Linked DNA regions of Sus scrofa: region 1 is linked to region 2. A link is a contact called in public HiChIP or PLAC-seq data. All regions are on one chromosome and are shown on one strand. The core of a region is the stretch at or near the end of the contact, and the rest is flanking DNA. Distances in the headings are between cores, read along the strand shown.

Region 1 (6,405 bases), core at 88-2,587, 370 kb after region 2:
AGTCGCAGGACCTCTGTCCGTTCAGCTCGGCCTCGCAGACTGTCCTATTGCACTGTGAATTGAAGAAGGAAATCCTACTCCTAGGAATGAATTTGCAAATGAGATAATTATGTCCCAAGAAATGTGGGAGACCTAAGCCTTTGTCGGCAGTGTGTCTGAAAGTTTATATCAGACCAGTCAAGGTAGAGCCTTGGAACATTAGCAATGGACGAGACCAGACCTCACAGGCAAGCCAGTTGAGTCATTTTCAGACCCAGCAGCAAATGAGAATCACCTAGAGAGCTTTTCAACTTGACTGATAACTTGGTGCCACTGCCTCTCATTCCTTCAGTTCCATTTAATAAGTCTGCACTGGGACTCAGGCATCTTTTTTTTGGAGGGGGCGCACCTGAGGCATATGGAAGTTCCCAAGCTAGGGGTCCAATTGGAGCAGTAGCTGCTGACCACAGCCACATCAACGCCAGATCCTTAACCTGCTGAGCAAGGCCAGGGATCGAACCTGCATCCTCATGGATGCTAGTCAGGTTCGTTTCTACTGGGCCACGATGGAGACTCCTGGACTCGGGCATCTTTTGCAGCTTATGAAATGATTTTGAATTATGGCCGAAGCTCAGAACCACCAACCTGGCCCAAACCCTTCATTTTATACACTGGAAAATGAGACCAGAGATGTCCTGTTTGTTTACACAGAGGTTTGGCAGCATGTTTGGAAGAGTATCCTGGTCTGCTTACTCCCTGGACAGTGCCATCTGGCTTCCAGCAGGGAGCTCCATTTCTGTAAGGGCGGCAACAGATGTGAGGGAGAGAACACAGGAGTCAGTAAATAAAGCCATTCCCTGAAAACAGCAGTCAGACTCCCATCATCCAGGCCACTCCAAAATGTGAAATAATCTCAGGAGGAAGATGATCAAATATATCAGGCATGTGTGGGCCATTTCAATAATAATGCGTATGGTAAATGAATATGAGAAAAGTGTTTACATTTGACGAGTTCCTATTGATTGATTGATTGTCTTTTTAAGGCCACCATGGCATATGGAAGTTCCCAGGCTAGGGGTTGAATCCAAGCTAGAGTTGCTGGCCTACACCACAGCCACAGCAAGGCCAGATCCCATTGAGCAAGGCCAGGGATCAAACCCACATCCTCACAGATACTAGTCAGGTTTGCTATTGCCGAGCCACGACAGGAACTCAGAAGAGTTTCCTTTTAAAGTACACATCTGTGGGTAAAATATGACATGTTCTAAAGAAACATAAGTAAATAATAGTGTACATAGCATGCAATCTGGCCCAGTCCCTGAAAGTGGGCTCCTGATGTGGAAAACCTAGGTTATGGAGCCCTCTAGTGTTCTGTTGTGGAAGTGTAACTTTTCCTTTGGTTCTTTTGATCATGTTGTTAACTACGTAGCTTAGGTATTTCCTGTTCCCAAGACTGACTCCTATTAAAACAACCTATTTTATATCACACATTGGCAGAAAATTAGTTTCTAAGAGAATTACCAAGGTAATCTCTCAAAGTAATAAGAAATTGATGATTGCATTTGAATGACGGTTTGAGTTCTTTCCGTTATTGGTTATAGACATCCCCCTAGTGGCCTGGGAGAGATTGTGGATGCAAAAAAATAATAACTGAAGGAGGACGTGTTGATCATGAGTGTTGGAATAATTACACTACAGAATCAGGTTTACAACACTGGACCCTGCTGGAAAGACTTTGGAAATAGATGACATCCTGATTATGTAGCCAAGAGAAAGCGAGACACCTTCTCTGAGACTCCATCTCTTTATCTATAATGTGGAAATAACTATGCCTACCTTGTAGGGATGTTCTGAAGAGTAGAGAAAATTGTATAAGTGACAAAGAGTCCTAGGTAGCTCTTTTTATTATTGCAAGAATTATTTCCCACATAGATTTACACTGTAGAATTTTTACAAACTTCATTTGACTTTAACACCAGAACTCTCCTTTATTTAAACCTTGAGGATGTTTGAAATTGAGGTGCTGTTTGCTTTAGACAGATTGTTATTTTCAGTGTATCAGAGTAGCAATTTCCCAAGATTGTTTTTATTTTCTATGAGGATCTCATAGACAGCTAGAAACTTGGAGTAGTTTCTAGAAACATTTCAGATTTAGGATTACCTGAATCTTATTTATGGTATTCACAGTGGTTTCCTGCAGAGCGCTTTAAATATAAACATCAGGGGAGTTCCCGTCATGGCTCAGTGGTTAACGAATCTGATTAGGAACCATGAGGTTGTGGGTTCGATCCCTGGCCTTGCTCAGTGGGTTAACGATCTGGCATTGCCGTGAGCTGTGGTGTAGGTTGCAGATGCGGCTCGGATCCCTTGTTGCTGTGGCTCTGGCGTAGGCCGGCGTCTACAGCTCTGATTAGACCCCTAGCCTGGGAACCTCCATATGCCGTAGGAGCAGCCCTAGAAAAGGCAAAAAGACAAAATATATATATATATATATACACACACACATCAGGGGCTCAGGAGCTATTAGTGCAGGCAATATATTTATAGTCTTTGGCCTTATGACCATGATGTTGAGTGATCATCATGAGTTTTTAATACATGGATTCTCAGATTCTGTACAAGTTAAAACCTATTGAGAATATGGAGCTCTGGGAGAATTCCAACTTTCCTTCCTTTTTGCATTCAAGAGTTATCAGTTTGGGGCATTGTGTCCCAGGAAGAGCTTATATAAAACTGAACTAAAATTTATGATAAAAGTGAAAGTTTAGAGAAAGTTATAGTAGACCCATAGTACAAGATCTACAGAAGAATCTTGCTGACCTTTTGTTTTCCTGAGCATAATTTTGCCCCATCCTAGTTTTGTGCAAGGCTGCAGAATGCTCCGGAAGACCAGTCCCAGATCGTGGGAAGCACTTTCCTACCTGGAGGGCAGGAAAAGAACAAGGGTTGCAGTCGTGAGAGCCCCCCATTGGCATGCAGATTACAGGATCCCTAATTTGTCTTATGTCCTGAAGGACAGACAAAACACCCCTTATCCAGACCCGCTCTCCTCGAGCAGACCTGAGGTTAGATAGATTAAAACCTCTGATGGCCTATAGAGCCTATTAACTAAATGACTGATCAAAGCAAACAAATTCACTAGGGTGGAGTAACTCTTGTACCAAGGCCCCTCTCCTGTCCCCCCAAATCTGTGGCTAAGCACGAAGATGACTGCTCGCTCTCATCAGAGTCCAGTGTGTTTGGCTAGAAAATTAGAGGATGTCTCAGCTCCATGAAAAGACTCAGGGACCTAAGTTCTTTTCATGTTTTAATGCTGTCACCTGCAACCTGTAGGCAGCATAGCCATGGTAGAAGAGAAAGAGCATGGCAGATCACATAAGATGTTTTATGATGAGTTTGGGAGTCACAAACTAACCACACTCCAACCACACTCCTTAGTTTAGAACTCAATCATACTGCAACTTAATTGCAGTAAAGATTGGGAAATACAGCTTTCCTGTGTGCTCAGAAGGAAAATAAACTGTTTGGCAAACATATAGCATTGTCTATGCCACAAAACATTTTTAAAAATTGTTAAGTCTTACAATGATCCCTTTTACTGATACAAGAAGTAGTCCTTGGCTAGATATGTTATTAAGCAGTATATATGAAAGTGTTAATGAGTTAAATGCTTCATGTCAGAGAGGCTTTAAAATTTAAATTTTAAGCGTTCCTTTCGTGGCTCAGCAGTTAACGAACCCGACTAGGATCCATGAGGATTCGGGTTCGATCCCTGGCCTGGCTCAGTGGGTTAAGGATCCAGCATTGCCATGAGCTGTGGTGTAGGTCGCAGACACAGCTTAGATCCTGCATTGCTGTGGCTGTGGCGTAGGCTGGCAGCTGTAGTTCTGATGTGACCCCTACCCTGGGAACTTTCATGCGGCTCACATGGAGCCCTAAAAAGACAACAAACAAACAAAACTAATAAAATTTAAACTTTAAAATTTGCATGGAGTTCCCAGGTGGTTTAGCAGATTAAGGATCTGGTGTAGCCACTGCTGTAGCTCAGGTTGCTGCTGTGGCAAAAGTTCAATCCCTGGTCCTGGAAATTCCGCATTCCACAGACCTGGCCAAAAAAAAGTTGCAAAACGTATCAAAATAGCCTCATAAATAGATTTTGTCATAAGTAGCTTTTTTTAATTATAAAAATTTCTAAAACATTAACACCGGAAAAGCCATTGTTTTTACTAGAGAAAGGTAATCTAGTGAACTGATTCTAGTTTGCAAGAGGTCTGAAAGGAGTTTAATAATCTAAATGTTCATCCAGACTTTTGTCTTGTTTCTTTATAAAGGATCTCAGACAGAAGCGATGCTGCTAAAACACATAAGGCCAATTCCTTGGATAACCGACTAACCAATAGGTACCGGTATCTACTAACTTTGGGAAAGGCTCAAGTACAATCTTTTTTTAATCATTACTTATTTATTTACCATTCTTCAATCCTACTTAATATCCTTCTGTAAATTTCTATCCTCTATTTTTTAAACAAAAAATAGTTCTGGCATTAAAAGCTTTACTCCTGCTCATAAAGAAAAGAAAAATAAAGAGAAATAAAATCTTGGAGTTCCCATCATGGCTCAGTGGTTAACAAATCTGACTAGGAACCATGAGGTTTTGGGTTTGATCCCTGGCCTCGCTCAGTGGGTTAAAGATCTGGCATTGCCGTGAGCTGTGGTGTAGGTCAAAGACGCAGCTCGGATCCCACATTACTGGGGCTGTGGTATAGGCTGGCGGCTGCAGCTCTGATTCGACCACTAGCCTGGGAACCTCCGTATGTTGCAGGTGCAACCCTAGAAAAAGACAAAAAAAAAAAGAAAGAAAGAAAATCTTTTTCCTGGTTTCAAAATCCAGAGAGTTCATTGCTTCAGGCCATCATTCTTGCCACTTTTATGTTTTTAGTGGCAAGATTTTGAAATACACATAAATGCTAATTTTATTGTATGGCAGAAATTATCACAACATTATAAATCAACTATAGTTCAATAAAACTTTTTAAACAATGCCAATTTTAAATTCCTATTGTTAAAGGAAATGACTGAGCCCAGCAAACAAAAACACTCTGCTTAAAAACTAATAAATTTTCTGAAGGAAAAAAACTCTTTTACAGTCTAATACACAAAGGTAAAAAATCCTGAAATCAACTTTTCATTTTAATTCAAATACTGTGCTTTCTTTTTCTTTCTTGCAAATAATGTCTAAACTTTTAGTAATAATAACTCTCAAGTCATGGACTCAAATTGATGCAAGAATTTTTTGCCACTAATGCTTCGCCTTCTTTTTTTCTTATCAGAAACGTGTCTACCTTCCAATCACTAGAAGCACGAAAGACGTATGTACTTTTCTAACTGACATTACATTTTAAGAATAAAGTGTATTTCTTCTTATGCATCCAAGAAAAATCAGGGTAGACTGTCCTCAGGTCAAAATTTCTTTGTAATACAGCCATGCCCCATAGCTTTGGCAGAGTTGAATAGTAGAAATACTGCAAAACTTCAAGTATTTTCTATCTGGGCTTCAATATAGAAAGTTTGCTGACTTCTATTCTAACTAAATACCAAAGCTTAAATCATTTTTTTTTCTTTTTTAAAAATCTAGATTCTTAACTTTTTTGCCCACAGAATTTCCTTTTTGGTTTTTTTCTTTTCTTTTCTTTTTTTCTTTTTTTTTTTGTGTGTGTGTGTGTGTCTTTTTGTCTTTTCTAGGGCTGCCCCCGTGGCATACAGAGGTTCCCAGGCTAGGGGTCTAATTGGAGCTGTAGCTGCTGGCCTATGCCAGAGCCACATCTGCAACCTTCACCACAGCTCACAGCAACCTCGGATCCTTAACCCATGAGCAAGGCCAGGGATCAAACCTGCAACCTCATGGTTCCTAGTCGGATTCGTTAACCATTGAGCCACGACGGGAACTCTCCCACAGAATTTCTTAATTTTTTTCCCTACTCCTCGAGTAACCCTTTCTTCCCATATAGTTCATTTGTCTCCCAAAACACCCATTGCATCTACAACTCAACAGAGTCATGAAACCATGGCTTTGCTAATAATCTATGTAGATGAAAGAGATTTCCCTTGGGATATGCTCATAGTGGTTATAAACAGCCAAACTAGGTAGATTTTTGAAAACTTAGTTGGTTTTTAAATTCGTATCTACAAATAAAGTAATTTTTGTACCAGACCACACCTCTCAGTACTTGAAGCAGTCCTGAGTGACTTCCTTTTTTTTTTTTTTTGAGGGTCTGCATATATGCATAAATGCTAAATACAGATTTTTTTTAATGGTGTAATTCTTTTTTTTTTTTATTTTTTTATTTTTTGGTCTTTTACCTTTTCTAGGGCCACTCCCGAGGCATATGGAGGCTCCCAGGCTAGGGGTCTATTTGGAGCTGTTGC
Region 2 (6,204 bases), core at 3,197-5,696:
TGAGAGACATTAAGGGACAGAAATAAGATGGGCAGACAGACATGGGAAAAAAGGATCCATAAGAAAAATAAGATTCACTGTATATAGAAAATGTGACACATAAGATACTGGTGCCTAATAACCCATGACATAAACACCATAATGAAGGTTGTTTTTGGTATCACTTATCTTTTTGATGAAGTAACTGATGAGTTTACCTCATCAAAAATTCTGCCATATAATGAAATTACCAGTTTGAGTTAGAATTACGCTATTAATTATGACTTTAACATTAAGTAAAATTTGTTTTGCTAAATAGTTATAACTGCTAGACAATGGTTACACAAAATAATAACTTTAACAGTTAATACTATCTCTTAAGACCATTTATTTTTTAAAAGAGTTTTGGTTCAGTAAGAGAAGGAAAATGGGAAGAGAAGAAAGCACTGAGTTTCTGTACTGTGCTAGATATTGAGGAAAGCACTTTATTCCATCCCTTAGTTTAATCTGAACAACGCTACAAGGAGGTAATATCCTGCCCAATCCACTGATCAGTCTCCAAATGGTTAAATGATGACGTGTTCAATGACTTAGAGCTAACGCTTGCAAGAGGAGGTATCTGAAGCTGGGTTTGTTTGACACCAAAACCTATGGACACTTTCCACTACACCAGACTTTAAGAGATCTTTTGCAAAAATAGAATACAATAAAGTACAATACCAGGAATATAGTTGGTATTTTATAAACATCTAAAGGACCACATTAAGAGATAGTTCACGCTATTTTTTTAAGTATATTACATAATAATATATCCTATTTATGAAAGAAACATACTGTTTAAATTACCTTTAAAGGAACAACTTTGTCAAGTCTGATTTCAGCTATATCACTGGGTGAATCATCTGTTGTATAAGTTCCTTTGACTAATTCTAGAGATGTCCATCTGTGAGAATGAGTTGAATCCCCTGCGTGCTCACTCTAATTAAAACAAAACAAAATTCGCCATGATTTTAACTTAATTAAATGAACAATTTTGACTTATAATCAGTTATTGTCTTTAACCAGTTTGTATCCTTGCACACAAAATTATCCATTGGCATTTCCCCATACATAATAAAGAAAATATCTGTGGTCCTCTCAACTATGCATTTTTACCTTATTACCTGGAGGACTCCACAAATTAAATCATACAAATAGGCTTTTTTCATTTGTGTTAAAATGATGCCCCCTTATGAGAATGAGATATCTAATCATAGAGCCTAGAAAGGAGGGAAGTAACTTATGCTAATTGCTTAAAAGACGCAAAATACAGATGGACTGCTATTAGCAAATGATTTGTATGCTATCATTTTGTCTCATTTTAATAAAATGCTGTGAAACTAAGGCACTTTATAAAATGTACAGAGAACATAGTAAGGTGCAACTAATTCATTCAACAATACTGTCTTCACTAAGATCCATCCATTAGCACTCTGATAAAATTGCTTAATCACTGATACAGGTAATAATATCAGTCTGATTAGTTTCTGAAATATTACAATATCAAAAAAATTACTCAAGATTTATAATCAGAAGCTTAGCTATATAATTTCTAGTTTTTTGTTGTTGTTGTTGTTTGTTTGTTTTTTTCATTTAAAATCTTCCCTGGAACTGCAAAAAATGTAAGACAGGAGCCATCCAAAATGGCACATAGGCAATCATGTAGAATAGCTTCCTTCTAATTTCTCTAATGCTGTCCATCTATGACTAACCTGCTAAACCCTCAAAGATTTGGACCACCGTGTTATTATAATGGTATGTCCTGACACAACCCACACAGCAAGATGAACACTGCAAGAGTGGTACTTACATCATCAACCAACACCTCTAATTCATATTCATGAATTCCTCCTCCTCCATAGACAGAAAAGCCAACCACAACTATTCCAGGTTTGTCTACTGAAAAACAGATTGCGTCTGGGGACCCATTCCCTGTGTTCCAACTTCTCCCCTGACTTGTTTTTGTGAATCGGTTAGCACTGGCTTTAACGGAATGGAGAGAATTAAGGCCATCCACCTGTGAACGATAAAAGCGACGACATCAGAAGTCTGTACCTGAGCATTACTCATATACCTTTGACAAAACTATCCAAAGGTTTCTAATAACCTACTTTTAACAAGTGAGTTAAACTTTCCTATAGGTACATTCCATTAAGAGATGAACTAAATAATGGCAGATTTTATCAGTCTAAATTCACAAATCAATATCATATGACAGTATTATCCAGTCACATTAAACTATACACATCACTTAATAGAAAGAATAAACATTAAGAAGTATAAACAGAGGTATAGACATAAGTTATCACAATCATATGAATGACGTATCACTCACTTTGTAATGAGTTACCAGAAATTTCATCAATATATAGACTAATAGCTTTCAGACCATGTTGCAGAGAAGTCTAGGAATTTTGGACAGAGAAATTCAAAAAAGAGGTTGACTCAAAGTTCCTGTCCTCATTCAGACCATCCCTCCTGTTATCTGTGAGTTTGGGAATTGAGAATTCATTGCAAAAAATGTTCTGTGCCTTAAGTTTGAATACCACTAATGTATAACTTGGCAGTCAATATTTGAAAGTACACACATATGCACATGTGTGTACAACCTCATTAATTACAGACTCTGACTAGAGAGGATCAGAGTACTTATTTTGGTTTGAAACCTCTCTTTTTAATTATAGAGCCTGCTTCTGATCTAAGTTGGCTCCAGATGTTTGGAAGACCTACAAGAGGAAAAAATTAAAGTTAATGACTCTAGCAAGAATTATAAACTTCTCTGAGGAAGAGAGATATATGGATATCTAAATAAGGACCTTTAGAAACTCCCAAGGTTATACATTAGGCATATGTAATTTGGGGCATCCCTTTTCATTAGAAAAGTTAAGTTCACAGGGAATAACTAGATAGTCAATTTCTGACGGGAACTTTTGCAGGACAGATCTTTTCCTCTGGGATCTAGTACAGAAGGGAAACATCTTATAGACTGAATGAATAAGTGACAAAAAAATTTAAATGTTCTGACAAGGGTTTCACCTCCTAGGCCAGAGCTTAAGACACTACAAGCTGCTCAGCTTCGTGTAATCATTTAGAAATACTATAGGCTAAACTTTCACTACAAATCGGTAATGAGTGTAGACTGAACAGATTAAGAATAGATTCTGAAATAAATCAATAAGGAAGAAAAAGCAAAGAACAGGAATTATAAAAGTAAACAGAGAAAAGACATTCGTTGACAAACAAGAGACCTGAGAGGCCAATGAGTACAAGCTAGTTACTGAGCATTCACTTGAATGATATATTTCACATTATAACATGATTTTCCTTCTTCTTCTTCTTCTTTTTTTTTGGTCTTTTTGCCATTTCTTGGGCCGCCCCCGTGGCATATGGAGGTTCCCAGGCTAGGGGTCTAATTGGAACTGTAGCCGCCGGCCTACACCACCAGCCACAGCAGCTCGGAATCCGAGCCGCGTCTGCAACCTACACCACAGCTCACGGCAACGCTGGATCCTTACGCCACTGAGCAAGGCCAGGGATCGAACCCGCAACCTCATGGTTCCTAGTCGGATTCATTAACCACTGAGCCACAACGGGAACTCCAATATAACATGATTTTCAAAACCAATCTACTGTCTACTTTTCCAGGAGAAAAAACATTAGAAACATTAGAAAATATTAGAAACATTCATCAAATTCAGTCAAGACATTTAGATAAATTATAAAACTGAATGAGCAGGGCGGTGAAATGGTGAAAAATAGTTACAAAAATGTAAAGGCATTTTAAAATGCTTCAAAGTAGTTTTATCAAACATATTTGTTTTTGTTTTGTTAGATACATTTATTTTTTAGATTTCACAGATAAGTGTTAACATAGAGTACGTGTCTTTTTCTTTTTTATTAATGATTATTTTTTCCATTATAGTTGGTTTACACTGTTCTGTAATTTGTACTCTACAGCAAAGTGACCCAGCCACACATACATATACACATTCTTTTTCTCACATTATCCTCCATCATGTTCCATCACAAGTGACTAGATATTGTTCCCAGTGCTATACAGCAGGATCCCATTTTATCCTTGTCAAACATATTAATATTTGATCCTTTAAAAACTTTCTGAGAATGGCTGCATAACAATGTGGACGTACTTAATGCCACTGAACTGTACACATAAACATGATTATGATATTTTGTTACCTAATTTACTATAATTTAAAAAAACTCTGTGATATAGATCAGATAAAAATTATTATTCCCATTTTACATGTGTGTTTCCCTAGGGTTGATTAAGTGGACAGAGCTCAGGTTTGAACCTCTTTGCCTCTTCCATACCACATATTCATTATTAGTCGTCCTACTTCTACCACTCATTACCCAGCAATGAGAACTCTCTTTGCTTCTATTGGGACATGGTGATGGGTTGTGCAATGGGGCAGTGAAGGGGAAAATGTGTATTTTACATTACTGCAATATTTTGTATTACTGCAACATCCTGGGAAGAACTGGTAAGAGAGAAGAAACAAGAGCAGAGGAGAGGTGTAAGGAAGGGGAGAAAAACCCCATCTAGCTTGAAGGTATTTTCTTAATGAAAATTAGTTTCTATAAAACCAAAATACATGAAAAAAGAAAGAATGCAGAGAGTTTAAACATGTGCTCATTATCCAATATCAAAATATACCATTACCTCAGATCCCAGGGCTGATGCTGTCAGCTCACTGACAATACTGGCCAGTAACCCACAGGTGTTGGAGACCAGGTGGGAGGAGAAGAGCTCGTTCTCTCTCCTCAGGCTGTTCCGGACCGGGAGCACCACAATAACCAGCATTTTCTCGAGAACTTCACGGAAGCTTGTCATCCCTGAGATGTTCTCTTCATTCTACGACACAGGAAAAGAAGAGGCTCTAAGATATTGCTTCATTTTCCTTCACATAAGACTCAACTGCAAGATCCTGTCTTTCGAGACGACACTTAAAATTCAGACTTGAGCCTCTGTCTACATATATATCCAGCTGTATGTGGAGTCATCCTATCTACTTTTCACTTACAAGTCCTTTTTAAAATTATTAGTCACTGGGTATCGTATAAAAGTACCACATATTTATTTACAAGGTTTTTTTTTTATTAACCCTGAGTCATTTTCATTTATCCTTTAATTTACTTTTTCAATAACAGTCATGTATGCCAGAAAAAAAACCTCTTCCTGTTTTAAAAGCTTTTTCTACAAGACCAGATTCCAAACTGAGATAATTATTATTTCTGGTATGTTTAAAGGCAAAACAACTGAGAAAGAGTCTACACAAATCTATTTCTACTAAAATTCTTTCTGTACATCCAACATGGAATTCTACACCAAATATTCCTGTGCAGTTTTACAATTTCTATAGTACTTGATTTCAGAAGTGAAGACAAGAAATTCCAAACACTATTAATAAAGAACTTTCAAAATAAGAAATTACAGATTTCTTTGAAAGACTAATGGGAAAATATTTTCTTCCAGAAAAAAAGGGGGAAAGATGAATAATTTAATCAGATATCTCACATGAACATTATTTATCTCTTTTACCATCCTCATATCTTTCAGCCCACGGTCCACAGAGAGCAAGATGCACTCAATCTCATCAGAGGGCCGGTCGTGACCAATGACCCTCTTGGCTATCCTGGCAACTAGGAAATCAAACAATTTGGGATCTAGTTCCAGTTTTTTCATAGTGTTTCAAGCTCATCTGTAAAATCAGGAAATCGTTTGCTATGATTACGTTATCAAAAACAACTTGTTACTCTCTGAGCGTGAAATCTGCATTCTACACTGCATTACAGAAACATTACAGATTTAACTGATTTCATAAAGTCATAAAATCTCAGGGTGGAAAGGGGTCTTAAATCACTCTTTCCAAGATAAATCAAGTATGTCATAGAGTGTACTTTCAATCCATTAGAAAAAAATAAGTATCTTTTCGGTTAAAATCAACATGAAATTATTGTAAATCACACTCAACAATGTGATAGTCTTTCTCTCCTACTTTCTTAACATCCAATCTAAGACTAAAAATAAAATCACTTAGAGATAATCTTTTGTTGGCCACATCTACGGCACGTGGAAGTTCCTAGGCAAGGGATGGATCTGTGCCACAGCAGCAACACGAGCTGCTGCAGTGACAATGCCAGATCCTTAACCTGCTGCACCAT

Evidence for each region. HiChIP or PLAC-seq counts read pairs in DNA pulled down with a chosen protein or histone mark.
Region 1: an H3K27ac HiChIP or PLAC-seq map of alveolar macrophages shows a contact between it and region 2. The contact joins two enhancer-like sites. A contact is called at or near these places in 2 of 47 Hi-C or Micro-C datasets (embryonic fibroblasts and epiblast stem cells) and 1 of 2 datasets of contacts at active chromatin or transcription factors (alveolar macrophages).

What each region holds. Positions count from the first base shown.
Region 1 is chr11:49,678,629-49,685,033 of Sscrofa11.1, forward strand. The region is part of intron 4 of SCEL (sciellin); the gene reads left to right. Among named protein-coding and RNA genes, the nearest start is that of SCEL, 30 kb to the left of the region's middle. Within about 2 kb of position 1,338, at least 4 of the 83 cell types and tissues checked have an H3K27ac peak or open chromatin away from gene starts, as enhancers often do. A contact at or near this core is called in alveolar macrophages, where this site is marked.
Region 2 is chr11:49,300,620-49,306,823 of Sscrofa11.1, forward strand. MYCBP2 (E3 ubiquitin-protein ligase MYCBP2) reads right to left here. Exons shown (of 85, transcript XM_021065752.1): 34 at 4,703-4,894; 35 at 1,829-2,035; 36 at 826-957. Among named protein-coding and RNA genes, the nearest start is that of MYCBP2, 130 kb to the right of the region's middle. Within about 2 kb of position 4,447, at least 2 of the 83 cell types and tissues checked have an H3K27ac peak or open chromatin away from gene starts, as enhancers often do. A contact at or near this core is called in alveolar macrophages, where this site is marked.